Regions from separate parts of the Mus musculus genome. Here region 1 is linked to region 2. The links are chromatin contacts, called in public Hi-C maps. All regions are on one chromosome and are shown on one strand. Each heading gives the region's core, a stretch centred on a gene start, on an enhancer-like site or on the middle of the called end of the contact. The rest is flanking DNA. Distances are from core to core; before and after follow the strand shown. Region 1 has its middle 16 kb from the start of Gm52787. Region 2 holds the start of Ccdc63 (coiled-coil domain containing 63).

Region 1 (6,758 bases), core at 2,382-4,881, 48 kb after region 2:
TGTAGAAACTGGTGTGAGACAGTCCACCATTCTGTTCATATTCACAGTAAACATGTGAATGAATGTACCATACATGTATAGCCCCCCGCCCCCCCCCCCAAAAAAAAAAACAGCACACACCTATGTAACAGGTGAAACTGGGGGCCAAGGGACAAGTGCTAATCCAGGAAGAAAGGGTGTCCTGGTTGGGGCCAGCCCAGGTGGCTGAAAGAAGTCCATCTGTCATCTGATACTTGGTGGTGGATAAGGACAAGCTGAGAATCATTGGCATTGTTGGGTTAGCTTGGGAGACATGGGAGGGGGTGGACTGTAGAGTCCGTGTGGGATGGATTGGAAGGAAGAAGGCAGAGGCCAGGCTTCTGAAGACATGTCTGGGGAATGGAAAGTGAGGAGCACAGGGCAGTTAGGCCCACTGCAGGGTGGGGTGCACAGCTCCCTGTAGCTCAGGCTCCAAGGGTCCAGTGCCCTCTTGTGGCCTTTGGGGTTCTACACACAGGAACATTGAAAAAAATTTTTTTTTCTTTTTTGGTTTTTCTTTTTTTCTTTTTTTGAGACAGGGTTTCTCTGTATAGCCCTGGCTGTCCTGGAACTCACTTTGTAGACCAGGCTAACCTCGAACTCAGAAATCTGCCTGCCTCTGCCTCCCGAGTGCTGGGATTAAAGGCGTGCGCCACCAAGCCTGGCTCAACATTTTTAAATTTTTAATCAAAAGAAAAGGCTCGGGGCTGGTGAGATGGCTCAGTGGATAAGAGCACCCGACTGCTCTTCCGAAGGTCCAGAGTTCAAATCCCAGCAACCACATGGTGGCTCACAACCATCTGTAACAAGATCTGACGCCCTCTTCTGGAGTGTCTGAAGACAGCTACAGTGTACTTACATATAATAAATAAATAAATCTTAAAAAAAAAAAAAAAGAAAAAAGGCTCGGTTTGAGATGCTGGTGGCCTTGAATCAGAAAATAGTTGAAATTCATTTTTTAAAAAAGATTTATTTATTATTATATCTAAGTACACTGTAGCTGTCTTTAGACACACCAGAAGAGGGTGTCAGCTCTCATGATTGGATGGTTGTGAGCCACTATGTGGTTCCTGGGATTTGAACTCAGAACCTTTGGAAGAGCAGTCGGTGTTCTTAATCACTGAGCCATCTCTCCAGCCCTGAAATTAATTTTTTACCCACTTGGTGACCTAGAGGAACTTAGCTGAGCTCAGTTCTGCTTACCAGATGTGCAGTCTTGGTGCATACCAGCCTAGCTTCCTGCCCCGGGCCCACAGAACAGCTAGAATATTCCCTGGCAGGATTAACTCAAGACTGCTCACAAGGCCACACATACCGTGCACTCTGGCAGCATCATCCAGAGAGAAACCGAAGACTCCTGGTCCAAGCCAGTGGGGTTGCTTTATAGAAAACGAGACACAGCACAGGTCATTTCCCACTAGTTCCCAGGAAGGACCTCCCAGGCTGCCACCTCTGCCCAAAGCTGAACTGAAAAGAATCCATCATGTGTTGCTGGACTGTGAATGCTGGACAACAGCTTCAGCATTCTAAGTATCTTCAACTATAGGTACGTGTTGTCCATGAGAGAATTTGATTTATATCCGTTAAGTATTAATGTTAATGTGTTTGGTAAGACCTTAAGGAAAAAGTTTGATGATCAAGAAGCCCAAAGCAGCTGGGGAGAGGTAAGGTTCAAGCCAAAAAGGAAAAGAAAATTTAAATCTGGGCATGATGGCAAAGATGAACCACACCTGAATCCTCTGCTCCACCAAGACCACCTGTGTGGGAGCTGGCGAGATAGCTCAGTGGTTAAGAGCGCCGACTGCTCTTCCGAAGGTCCCGAGTTCAAATCCCAGCAACCACATGGTGGCTCACAACCATCTGTAACGAGATCTGATGCCCTCTACAGTATACTTAATATAATAATAAATACATTTAAAAAAAAAAAAAGACCACCTGTGTTTGCATACAAAAAAAAAAAAAAAACCCTGTTATGGATGAGAGTGTTTGATAAAAAGGTCTTAATAAAACACTAACTAACGCCGGGCATGGTGGCACACGCCTTTAATCCCAGCACTTGGGAGGCAGAGGCAGGTGGATTTCTGAGTTTGAGGCCAGCCTGGTCTACAAAGTGAGTTCCAGGACAGCCAGGGCTATACAGAGAAACCCTGTCTCGGAAAATAAAAAAAATAAATAAAATAAAACACTTAGATGAATTCAAGAACCTTTATCTTGAGCTAAATGAGATCTTGGGAATTTAAAGATGGGGCTGAAAAGAGGGGGTCTCATCAGTTAAAAGTACCACCTATTCACAGCTGTAACTCCAGTTTCAGGGCACCCGATATTCAAAAAACACCCACACATGACATTTATGTTAAACCCACCCATACACATAATCTAAAAATATTACAGATGCATGCTTTTAATCCCAACACTGGAGGCAGTTGAGCAGATCTCTGTTCACAGGCCACATAACTGCTCCAGACTCAACCAGAGCTGCATAGACCCTGTCTAAAACCAAGAAATTAGAGACACTGAGGCTGGAGAGCATGGCTGCTCTAGCAGAGACTAGTTCCGTATCCAACACCCCGTCAGGGGTCTCAACTCCATAGCTACAGCTCCAGAGAGGGACCGACACCTCTTCCAGCATCAGCATGCATGCCTAAAAAGTAAAAAAAAAATAATAAATTGCCAGGCATATATATAATCCTACCCAGCACTTGGGAGGCAGAGGCAGCAGATTTCCATGAGTTCTAGACCAGCCTGGTCTACAGAGTGAGACCCTGTCTCAAAGCTAAAGAATGTTTCTTAAAATAGAGGGCCTGCAGAATATTGAAAGTGGTTCTGTGGGTGCAGACAGGTGCTTCTGGGAGTCTCCCGGAGCTACCATGTAGAACTTAATGTCCAGGGCTTGAGGAGGAAGGTCGGCAGGTTCTCTTGTTGCTGGTATCGATGGCAGGAAGAAAATCTGAACCACCTAGCAAGGAACAACTGAGAAGATGTCAGCTGTTGAATGGGAAATTCTGAGACCCTAACACAGGGTAGCGGGTGGGTGAGTAACTAAAACCTTAATTAAATTCGACCTGGTATCCAAAACCAGTTCCCTGACTTATGACCTGATACTTAGAAAATTGTGTGTGTGTGTGTGTGTGTGTGTGTGTTTAATGTGGGTTCACAGGTAGTGTGTGGAGGGTCAGGACAATCCATGTTGGTCTATTCACTACTGCATTCTCTGCATCCATCTTTGAGTGGGTTCTTAGGGGCAAACTCAGGTCTCCAAGCTTGAAGAACAAGCCCTTCACCCAACTGAGCCAGTGGCCCTGGCTTTGAGACAGTCTACAGTGTAGCTTTGGCTAGCTTGGAGCTCACTCTACAGATCAGACTGGCTTCCGGCATGTGATCCTCCTGCCTCTTCCCCCCCCCCCCCCCACCCCAGTATTGAAGGTGTGTGACGCTGCTCCTGGGACAGGTACTAATTTTAATAGTCACTTAGCCAAGATATAATCTGGAAGCAATTGAAGGTGCCATTTAAAAACACTTCCTCCTTTTCTCTCCGGGCCATCCAATTAACACAGTGGCAGATACTGTGTACACCGTGAGGGCCAGCCCACACATTGTTGTTCAGGGCTGGTGAGTGAGTAAGCCTAGTCATTATGTTCTTGGACAGCCTGGCGGCTTGGCTTTCCCAGCCTTTCTGTTACCACAGTCCTGAGGCAGGGACAGCAGGTGGGCTGGAGGGGCTCCTCCCTGAGGAAGTGAGATTCTGGGTCTGAACGCCAAGTCACTTGCTGCTGCGAAGCATGGATTTCCCTCCTTCGACTCACAGAACCACATAGCTTCCCTCTGGTGCCTGGTGTCAATGTTGGAGATTAAGAGAGTTGGAATTGATAGCCTGGAGTTTCCGTCCACCCCACCCCCACCCCAACCCCTACCCCCACTCCCACGCCCCAGTCAGAGGGGTTTGCAGCTGTGCAGTGGGAAGATGCGGGCACCAACGTCTGGGGTGGGTGGATGTAGCTGGGAGCCCGACTTGGATGGGTTTCAGTTGTGCTGTCAGGTGTGTATGTGTATCTTTTTTGTTGTTGTTTGTTTCTCTGTATAGCCCTGGCTGTCCTGGAACTCACTCTGTAGACCAGGCTAGCCTCGAACTCAGAAATCTCCCTGCCTCTGCCTCCCGAGTGCTGGGATTAAAGGCGTGCACCATCACACCCGGCTTGTGTATGTGTATCTTAACTATATCTCCCATGCACACGTATAAGGTGTATTTTAGTGTTTTGTGTTGGCATATTTTTTTAATCCATTTTATTGGGAATTTTATACTTCTACCCCCCTTCCAACCCTTATTCCACCCTAATCCTTTCCAATCCCCCCCACCCTCAGTAGTAGATAGGAGAGAATGAAGGTTAGAGGAGAAAGGAGGCGTAGATCTCTTTAGATTATGTCCTTCCGATTAGGGGTGATGAGTTCCTTGGGGTAAGTCCAATCTTCATCGTCACGATATCTCTAACTTGTCTCTCTGTGCATGAACACTTGACAAACCTTAGCAACAGCAACCAGGAGCAGAAGGGGGAAGCAGCTGCCTCCTTCCAAACACCCCTCTCTAGACTCATATTTATTCCCTCTCCAGAGTCCCCAAAATTCCAAACATAAACCACCTGCAGCTGGCAAAGATCACCCCCCTGCTAGTGTGCGAGGCAGATCATAATCACCTGCTGTGAAGTAGCCTCGCACCCCACACCTGGGATTAGAACAAAAACATGTTCACACAACATAACGGCTTTTAAAGAAAACCAGAATTCTCACTACAATTTTGTGGACGCTGCGTTTTATCTTTGAAGGCTTTTGAAGAAGATTTTTACCATTTCCAAGTATGTGTACATGGGGTGGACTTGTGGGCACAAGAGTGCAGGGGCTGCAGAGGCATCGCATCCCCTGGAGCTGGAGTTATAATAGGTGGTTGTGAACCACTCGACATGCATGCTGGGAACTGAACTTGGTTCCTCTGGGAGAGCGGTAAGTGCTTTTGACCATTGAGCCATGTCTCTAGTCCTCCCTCTTTTAAGGTTTATTTTTACTATGTTGAAATTGTGGCTATGTCTGTCTGGATATGCCCAGAAGTGTACAGACGCCAAGAGAGGCCAGAAGACCGCTCTGGATCCCTGGAGTTGTACTTACAGACAGCTGTTTGCTGCCCCAGGTGAAACCTGGGAATAGAACTCAGATCCTTGGTAAAAGAAAGGCTCCTTGAAGGATCTTTTAAATTTATTTTTAAGTTTTTAGTTATTTGTTTTGAAACAGAGTCTAACTATGTAACACTGGCTGGCCTGAAATTCACAGTATAGACCAGGCTGGCCATGATCCCACCTGCCTCTGCTATCCTGAGTGCTGGGACTAAAGGTGTGCACACCCAGTTAATTAAAAAAAATAAAAGATTTGTGTGTAAGTGTGTGTGTGTTTGCACACTTGCATGTGCTCACACGAGTGCATGTGCTTGTGTATACACACGTGCACACGTTCACGGAGGCCAGAAAAGAACACAGGCTATCTTCATCCGTTACCACTCACTTCTGCCTATTCCTTTGAGGCAAGGTCTCTCCATGTGAGCCCAGGGCTTGCGCTAGAAGCTAAGCTAGAAGGCAGCAGGTCTCAGTGATCCCTGGCCTCCACCTCCACCTCGGAAATGGGGTTACAGGCATGAGTGGGATACCTGGCTGATTTCAGTGGTGCTGGGATCTGAACCCCTGTCCTCATGACAGGGAAGCAAGCGTCATAACCACCGAGCCATCTCTCAGCATCGAGAATTAGTTTTTAGATCCATAATCTTTCTCGGGTCACTGCCAGTTCACCTGGTCTCCGTCTCAGCTTTGTGAATCTGCAGAACAAAGGCCAGGGGCAGCAATCTGTATTCATAACTGGCCAAGGGGCGGAGCCCTTCAAACAGAACCAACCTAAGGCTCATATGTAAAATGAATAGAACACAGGGCAGTTTGCAACACCATCCACAACAAGGGACCGAAGCCACTGTCGTCAGAGAAATACAAGCTACCGCTTGAGGACACGTGTGTAGGTGAGTGTTGAGCAGAGGTTAGCCCACCCCAACTGTGTGATGCCGGGTCTAGGAGCCAAGGGACCAGGAAGTCCAAGCCTAGCCCTAGGCAGCAAGGCAGGCAGATGTGGTCAGTTCCAGAGCTGCTCACCCAGGGAGTGGTGCAGAAGTAGTGTCTTGCAGCTTGCCCTCCAGATGTGGCACAAACCCCTGGAGAGCACATGTCACGTGAAGGCGGGGCTCAGGGCCAGTTTTTTGGTTGGTTTTGGTTTTTTTGTGTGTGTGCATTGCATTTCAATATGTGTATATGTGTTTTATGATATATATGATATCTACATATCTATATGTCTATATACTGGATTGCTTATTTGTGTTTGGAGTAGTTTTGTTTGGTTGGTTTGGTTTTTCTTTGGTTGGTTAGTTGCTTGGATTTGGCTAGGCCAGGGTCGCACTATGTAGACCAGGCTAACCTCAAACCTATAGATTCAACTGCCTCTGCCTCGAAGCACAAAAAGTCAATGTGAATACATACATAAAACTGTCTTTAGTCGCTGTCCTCAGACATATCAGAAGAGGACATTGGATCCCATTACAAATGTTTGTGAGCCACCATGTGGTTGCTGGGAATTGAACCCAGGACCTCTGAAAGAGCAGTCAGTGCTCTTGACTGCTAAGCCATCTCTCCAGCCCCCTGCGGCTTCTTAATATAGAGTAT
Region 2 (6,811 bases), core at 1,135-3,634:
GACTCCTGGATCCTGCTCACTGGATATCTTCCCGTGAAGCTCTAGAGCATAGGATCAAAGGCCTCTGGTCCCCAGGTGGGTTCAGTGTACTCCCCCAGCCCGAGCAGTACCCTAGAGACCCACACCAGGACACCCCTCTTACTATTGGCCGGCGATCATACGCTGGTGGCGGAAGTTGAAGGACTTGCGGCTGTCTACCATCTTGCGGAACTGCTGCCTCAGTTTCCGTAGCTCTGCCTGGGCGAGCTGCTCCCTGGCCTTCTCGGAAAGTTCCGAAAGGCCTGAAGAGCCCTTCCTCCTGACTTTCTTCATCTGGGCAAGACAGAGAAAGAGGATGCCCACACGACCTACAGTGGTAGTCCATCTGTATTTTTTCTTCAGGGCAAGATAGAGAAAGAGGAGGCCCAGGTGACCAGAGAAGTCTCCAGGTGGGGTTCCCAGGACAAAGGGAAGCCCACCCTGGGGTGATGGCATGTGCCTGTCTGTCGTAGGGTAGACCCACCCTGGGCTGCCAGGTGACAAGTCAAACTCGATGGAGTAGTGTCTTACTGGGTTGAGAAGTCATGAGGTTCCTAAGTTTAAGTCCTACACCACTGGGAGACTTTGAGAAAGTCACTATCTCTGGCCTCCCATCTATAAAGTTAGGATGGTGGGGTAGGGATGATGGGTAGGTGAAGGGACATTGAGTGACAAGCTGTTGTCACCTACCACTGGCATTGAGATGGATCTGAGCTTCCCTTCTGCTTAGACACTGGGTCCTGGAGGTCAAAGCCAGCAAGCCCACCTCTTTCTCCGTCTCTCTTTGTCTCCTCTGTCTGCAATGTCCTGCCCAGAATGAGAGAGGAAAAAGGAAGTGGGCCACCCTGCTGGCAGTGAGGACCCATGCGCCTCTCCTCCCTCCCATAGTCCCCTTCCACCCACAGCTTGGCATACAAGGGGACACAGCAGATGGCGCCGGGTGTAACAAGAGCCCCTCCCCCCAAGATCCGATCGCACCGGAACTTCTTCCGCTCCCCAGTTTATTATTAGGACCTGGGCAGATGGCTCCAGCCTGTCACTTACCCTTCTCCTCACATCTCTAAAGGAAAGGGGCACAGAGGCCTCTGATGATCAACCTGATGGAGCTGTTTTGGTTTTTTTGACTTTGGGACAGAGTCTCCTGTAGTCGAGGCTGGCCTCAAACTCAGTATGCTGCCAAGGCTGGCCTTGATCTCCTGATCCTCCTGCCTCCACCTCCAAAGTGCTGGGATTAGAGGCATGTGCTACCATATCCGGTACTTCATGCAGGCTAGGCCAGCACTACCCACTGATACATACCTATCCCACACCCACACACACAACAGAGTTGAAACCCTGCCTACGCTGTGATTACCCCACCCATACCCCACTTCTAGGATCAGGAACCAGCAACCAGCAACCCAGAGGAACATTTTATCATATCAGAACTTGAATGCTACCTGCCCAGAGGCACTTAGGAGTGGGGACATTAGCAGACAAGCCCCAAAGGGTTGTTAGGCCCACTGTGTCCCAGAAACTGCGAGGTCCTATGTGGAATTCCAGGTTCTCCATTCACATTCTTGCCCAGCCTCTAACGGACCTCAGGTACATCTGTGCTGCTCTCTGGAGCCTCAGTTCCCCATCTAGACAGTGGGGAGGGCCACGCCCTCCCCTAATCTGCATAATCCCCTCCCACTTCCGTGGACCAGTAATTCCTGTTGTACACTGGAGAGAATTTAGTAACTGAATTTTAACCTGGGGAATCTAGGTCAGCCAGTTCCATGGGGCTCTATGAATCATACTAGCATGGGGAGAGAAACCATAAACACCAAAACCTCAAGGCTTAGCCAGACCAGAAGATGTCACTGGATCGCGTCCTATCACACCAGACAGGAAGAACTTTTCATGAGACAATTTGAAATGAAATTTCTGGGGACTTATAAATCATGAGAGTTGTGGCAGTGTGAATGTCTAAGTCGATTTGGCATACAAACAAGCGCCTACTGTGTGCTTAGTGTTGTGGGGAACTGAGCTGTGGTTCAGCCACCCTCACGACGTGATCAATTTGTTTTAAAAAGAAAACAAAAGGTGGGCGTGGTGGTGCTGGCCTGAGTGACGCGGGAGGTGGAAACAGGAAGATCATGAGGTCAAGATCTTTGGCTGTAGCTTTACTTCAAGGTCAGTCTGTGCTGTAAGTGAATGGATACGTAATAAATAAATACACAGTCGCTTGAGAGCACATATAGCTCTTTGAGTTTGGGGAGCGTTTATGGTGGCAGTGGCTGGTTCCTGCCTCACCTCTGCTCATCCCCGGCAGGGGGCGCTGTGTGTACCCTAACTTACCACCCACGGCTCCCGCGGCTCCCGGTAGTGGCGGCTCGTGTGTCTAAGTGGCAGCCAGCTCCGCACCCCGCGTTCTCCGCCCTGGAACCCGCGCCTTTGTGACAGCGGCGACTCGCGTTCTCTAAGGACAGCCGAGACAACCGGACCCACGGAGAACCCGCATTTTACCAGAGGGGACAGGGCAACGCATTCCTGGGCTACCCTCAGCTGCCCTGTGTCAAACACCTTGGCCACCTTGGCCACCAAGCCAGCTTCCATTCCCTCCCTCCCTGGGTTACTACTCTCTTTCCTCTCGCTTCACCATTAAATACCTCCTTTCTGTTACACAGTGACCTAAAACGACTTGTTTTCAGAGTTTGGAGATTAAACCTGGGGCAGGTTAGGCAATGACTTTACCCCGGTCCGCCCTTCACCATCTGGAAGTTGCCCTCGGGTCCTGCTGTTTCGGCTGCTCTCCACTGTCTGCCACTGGGTGGGCAGTGGTTAGAAACATGCCTCTCTGGCGAAGGTTTCCCATCGCGGTTCTTCCTGGGTGCAGAACTCGGCCCTCTTGCCAAGAAGAACGAGCCCCACCCCACCCCCACCCCCCCACCCCCGCCACGGCCCCTCGCGTGCGCCCCCAGTGTAGCCTAGAGCAAACAAAGCTGCCAGCGGTAAACAAATGGAACCAGCACACACAGCAAGACAGTCTCCACGGCGGTCAGATACCCAAATCAGCCCATCCTTCCCAGTCAATGCTTGGACTAGGAACGTTAAGAGACTAACTGGTGCCAGGCAGTGGATCTATCGATGCCTTTAATCCCAGCACTCGGAAAGCGGAGACAGGCAGATCTCTGAGTTCAAGGCCAGCCTGGTCTACAGAGTTGAGTTCCAGGACACCCAGAGCTACACAGAGAAACCATGTCTGGGGGCAACAGCGGGGGTGGGGTGCATTATTTCCTGGAGTCTGCCACAGGGGTGGGCTTATAATTACTGGTCGTGGTCTCAAAGGCACCAGAGGAGCTTCCCACAGCCCAAGGTTAGAGAAGAGGAAGGTGCTTTGCTGTCGCTGAAAAGGAAATAGGAGATATGCTGCCTCTGTTGGTTGCTGGCAGCCCTGTTGCAAGCCTAAGGGAGACCAGTGGCTGATGGTCTACAATGTTGGCTAGCTCCTCAGATAGTGACTGCGGGTATAGGGTAAGTATAGGGCACCCCTCCCCGGTCATCGGCCCCTGGGAAAACCTGGAGCTGCAACTTCAGGACTTTTATTAGAAGCCAAAAGAGTGGACTCTGAGTCACAGTTCTGACCCACGGTAGAGTCGTCTCAGAACTTCCCGAGTCTGTTAATTACGAGTCATTCAAACCCAAGCAACTGTCTACATCCTACAAGACCCTTATCTAGCAGTGTGCTTAGTGATAAAGAACATGGGTTAGGCCGGGCAGTGGTGGCGCATGCCTTTAGTCCCAACACTTGGGAGGCAGAGGCAGGTGGATTTCTGAGTTCGAGGCCAGCCTGATCTACAGAGTGAGTTCCAGGACAGCCAGGGCTATACAGAGAAACCATGTCTCGAAAAAACCAAAACCAACCAAACAAACAAAAAACATGGGTTAGGATTATCCCTTCCCAGAACAGTGGATGCAGAATGGCCAGTCAGTCCCCTGAACATGACACCAACCTGGCGGGCTCTGGGGGCCTTAGGAATTGTACAGAGCCTGTCTGAAGGGTAGGTGGGTGCCTTGATCACTTGCCCCCCACCCTGAAAACTACCACCCCTGGAGAATGTTCTCCACTCGCTCTGTGATATACGTGCCTCTCTTCCACACCCCAGTTTGAATTCTTTAAACTGAGTTCACAGGCACTGGGGTCAAGCCAAGGGGAGCTCAGCCTTGGATCCCAGCACTTTAATGTTCAGCGAGGGAACTGAGGTACAGAGGCCATGTCCACACAGGGCCCTCTGCCTGTCATTCTGTGGCGTGCGGTGGTCTCCATCTGCTCTCATTCTGACTGGACAGGAAAAGAAGGCTTGGCTCAGTTTTGTCCAATTAGATCTTCAAGCCAGAAACTTTACTCTGGGCATGAACCCCTCCCACCGCAGGACAGCTCCGGACTGATTGACTAGCTGTTACTGAGTCTAAGTGTTGGGTACTGGAGCTAACTAAAAGACTGTGAAGTCACCTGCTGCTGGTGTGGCCCTTTGTCACTAACCCACAGTATTGCGTTGACTGTTTTTGGGTTGTTTTTGTTGTTGTTGTTGTTGTTTGTTTCTTTTCTTTTCTTTTCTTTTCTTTTCTTTTCTTTTCTTTTCTTTTGAGATGGGGTCTTACTATGTAGCCCTGGCTGTCCTTGAACTTGCTATGGAATACCAGGCTAGCTTTGAACTCACAAGAGATCCACCTGCCTCTGCCTCCAGACTGTTGGGCTTAAAGGCATGCCTCACCAGGCCAGCTAAAGGAGGGGTTTTTTAAAAAAATATTTTTAAAGATTCATTTATTTATTATATGTAAGTACACTGTAGCTGTCTTCAGACACTCCAGAAGAGGGAGTCAGATCTCGTTACAGATGATTGTGAGCCACCATGTGGTTGCTGGGATTTGAACTCTGAACCTTCGGAAGAGCAGTCGGGTGCTCTTACCCACTGAGCCATCTCACCAGCCCTAAAGGAGGGTTTTAAGTGAGCTGCACTATATCTATTAAAGGAAGCAGGCTAGAGTACATTTACTTGATCCTTTTGGTTTGTGTGTTTTGAGGCAGGGTCTTACTACATACATCTCACTACAGCCTGGGCTGTCTCGGAGCTCACTATGTAGACCAGGCTGACCTCAAACGCATAGAGATCCATTTGGCCCTGAGTGCTCAGACTGAACAGGTGCACCCGCGTGCTGTGCTCAAGTCTTCACGGTATTGTCCCCTCGCCTGAGGTCAGACTCCTGCTTGTCTCAGTGTGTTGATCCCTCAGGACACCGTCCATCTGGCTGAGCTCAGGGCCTGGAAGTCTGAAGATGCAAAAATTGAGACTGAAGAGGCAGATAAAGTTCATCTCCCACAATGCATTGCTCCAGACTGTCACCACACCCCCACCCCTCACCTCCAGCCCTGACAAAGGGACATGAAGGTCTCCCTCTTACCCTAAACCTGCAGCCGCTTTGGATACCAGGAACATCAGAACTCACAGACAAGCCAGCCCCTTGACCAAATCTTCCTCTAATCTAACCGAAAGCTTCCGTCAGGAGATAAACCTAGCGTCATCAAATCCCCTTTTTTAATCTCTTCTTCCCAGGGTAGCCACACTGACTGACACAAAGACATTGTCTATGTCTTTGCCCAAGCCTCTTTCTAATTTGCATGTTGAGACAGGCAGCCATGTTGAGCCCCTAATTCACCCCAGCTTTATCCAAAAACTCTGCTAACAACCACTCCACCATATGCCCTCCCCACCTTCTCTACGACAAAGAGGTGACCTTCTTGTGTCCTGAACTGCAGGGACTCTGTCCAGAGGGTAGTGATGGGGACCAGCCTGGGAGGGAAGCCAGCATTCAATTCAATTTGGCACCACACTGTGGTCCATGACCCTGCAAGATACTGGGGACATGGGGACACCTGGCCTCCATCTGGAGGTCGTAGGAGGGACAAGATGCTCTGAGGAAAGGGTGGCCCTGCCCTCCTCAGCAAGGGCACTGAGCCATTCTCTCTCCTCTCTTCTCCCCTCTCCCCTCTCTTCCTTCTCCTTTCTCCTGGGATGGCATGGGAAGAACTTAAAACTACAGCTTTAAAAACTACAGCTCCCAGGCTCCTTTGCAGAAGCAGGCCTCCAAAGAAGAGTAAGCAGGAGATAGGTCTTGTCAGTTTAGAGAGTTCAGCTGAAACCCCAAGACCTCAACAGCAGGGACAAGTGTCTCCCACCACCCCACCCTACCCTCGATCCCCAACTCCCCCTGCCCCTCTTTGCTGCTAATGGAGAACTGGGCCCTGAACCAACTCTAGAAGAGCTTGACTTCTTCCAGCTCTAGTTAGCCAGGGTCTGATGGGGCAGCACACCAGGGGCAGTCTGTCTTCCCTGGTGGGTCAGGGTGAGCCACTCCACACAAATCAGGCAATGGCTCAGCCCACGGCCCGTATGCCTTCTCCTTCCTCTTCCTAAATCCCCTGAGAGCAGGTTCTGAGGAAGTTCCTGATTTGTGATTCCACCCATCAGTCCCAGTTAAGTTGATTTTTTTCTTTTCCTCCCCCCCCCCAGCAAAAAACTGAACCCAGGGGCTTAGGGCATGCACCCTACCACTGAGCTAAAGCTCTAATCCCATACCTTGCTTTTTAAGACATTTTTTTCTTCCTCTGAGACCTGGGGCTGGCTGGCCATCAGGCTCCTTCGAGCCTCTTGCTACCCACCCACTCCGGAGCACCAGGGCACACCTGGCTTCTTACACACGTGCTGCCATCAAACCCAGGCCCCTCAGCCCTAGCTAGCCCTTGTATTATTTTCCAAAGCCAATGCCA

What was found. A called contact is a pair of places that touch in the nucleus more often than the background predicts.
Region 1: a contact with region 2 is called in a Hi-C map of uterus, with 7 times the contacts expected there. The contact joins the enhancer-like site here to the promoter of Ccdc63 in region 2. A contact is called at or near these places in 6 of 39 promoter capture datasets (the C10 cell line, HPC-7-derived erythroid cells, embryonic stem cells and 3 more), 6 of 15 datasets of contacts at CTCF or cohesin (CD8 T cells, the G1E-ER4 cell line, the NIH/3T3 cell line and 3 more), 147 of 484 Hi-C or Micro-C datasets (B cells, the C10 cell line, the C2C12 cell line and 74 more), 25 of 115 datasets of contacts at active chromatin or transcription factors (the 230-238 cell line, the HPC-7 cell line, the SCID.adh cell line and 13 more) and 4 of 9 other capture datasets (adipose tissue, embryonic stem cells, liver and 1 more).

The regions. Positions count from the first base shown.
Region 1 is chr5:122,176,215-122,182,972 of GRCm38.p6, forward strand. No RefSeq gene overlaps it. Among named protein-coding and RNA genes, the nearest start is that of Gm52787, 16 kb to the right of the region's middle. Within about 2 kb of position 3,632, at least 37 of the 459 cell types and tissues checked have an H3K27ac peak or open chromatin away from gene starts, as enhancers often do. A contact at or near this core is called in the G1E-ER4 cell line, the HPC-7 cell line, cerebral cortex and 3 more, where this site is marked.
Region 2 is chr5:122,129,581-122,136,391 of GRCm38.p6, forward strand. It overlaps Ccdc63 (coiled-coil domain containing 63), which reads right to left and starts at 2,385. Exons shown (of 12, transcript NM_001384199.1): 1 at 2,341-2,385; 2 at 709-825; 3 at 143-375. The coding sequence starts at 717.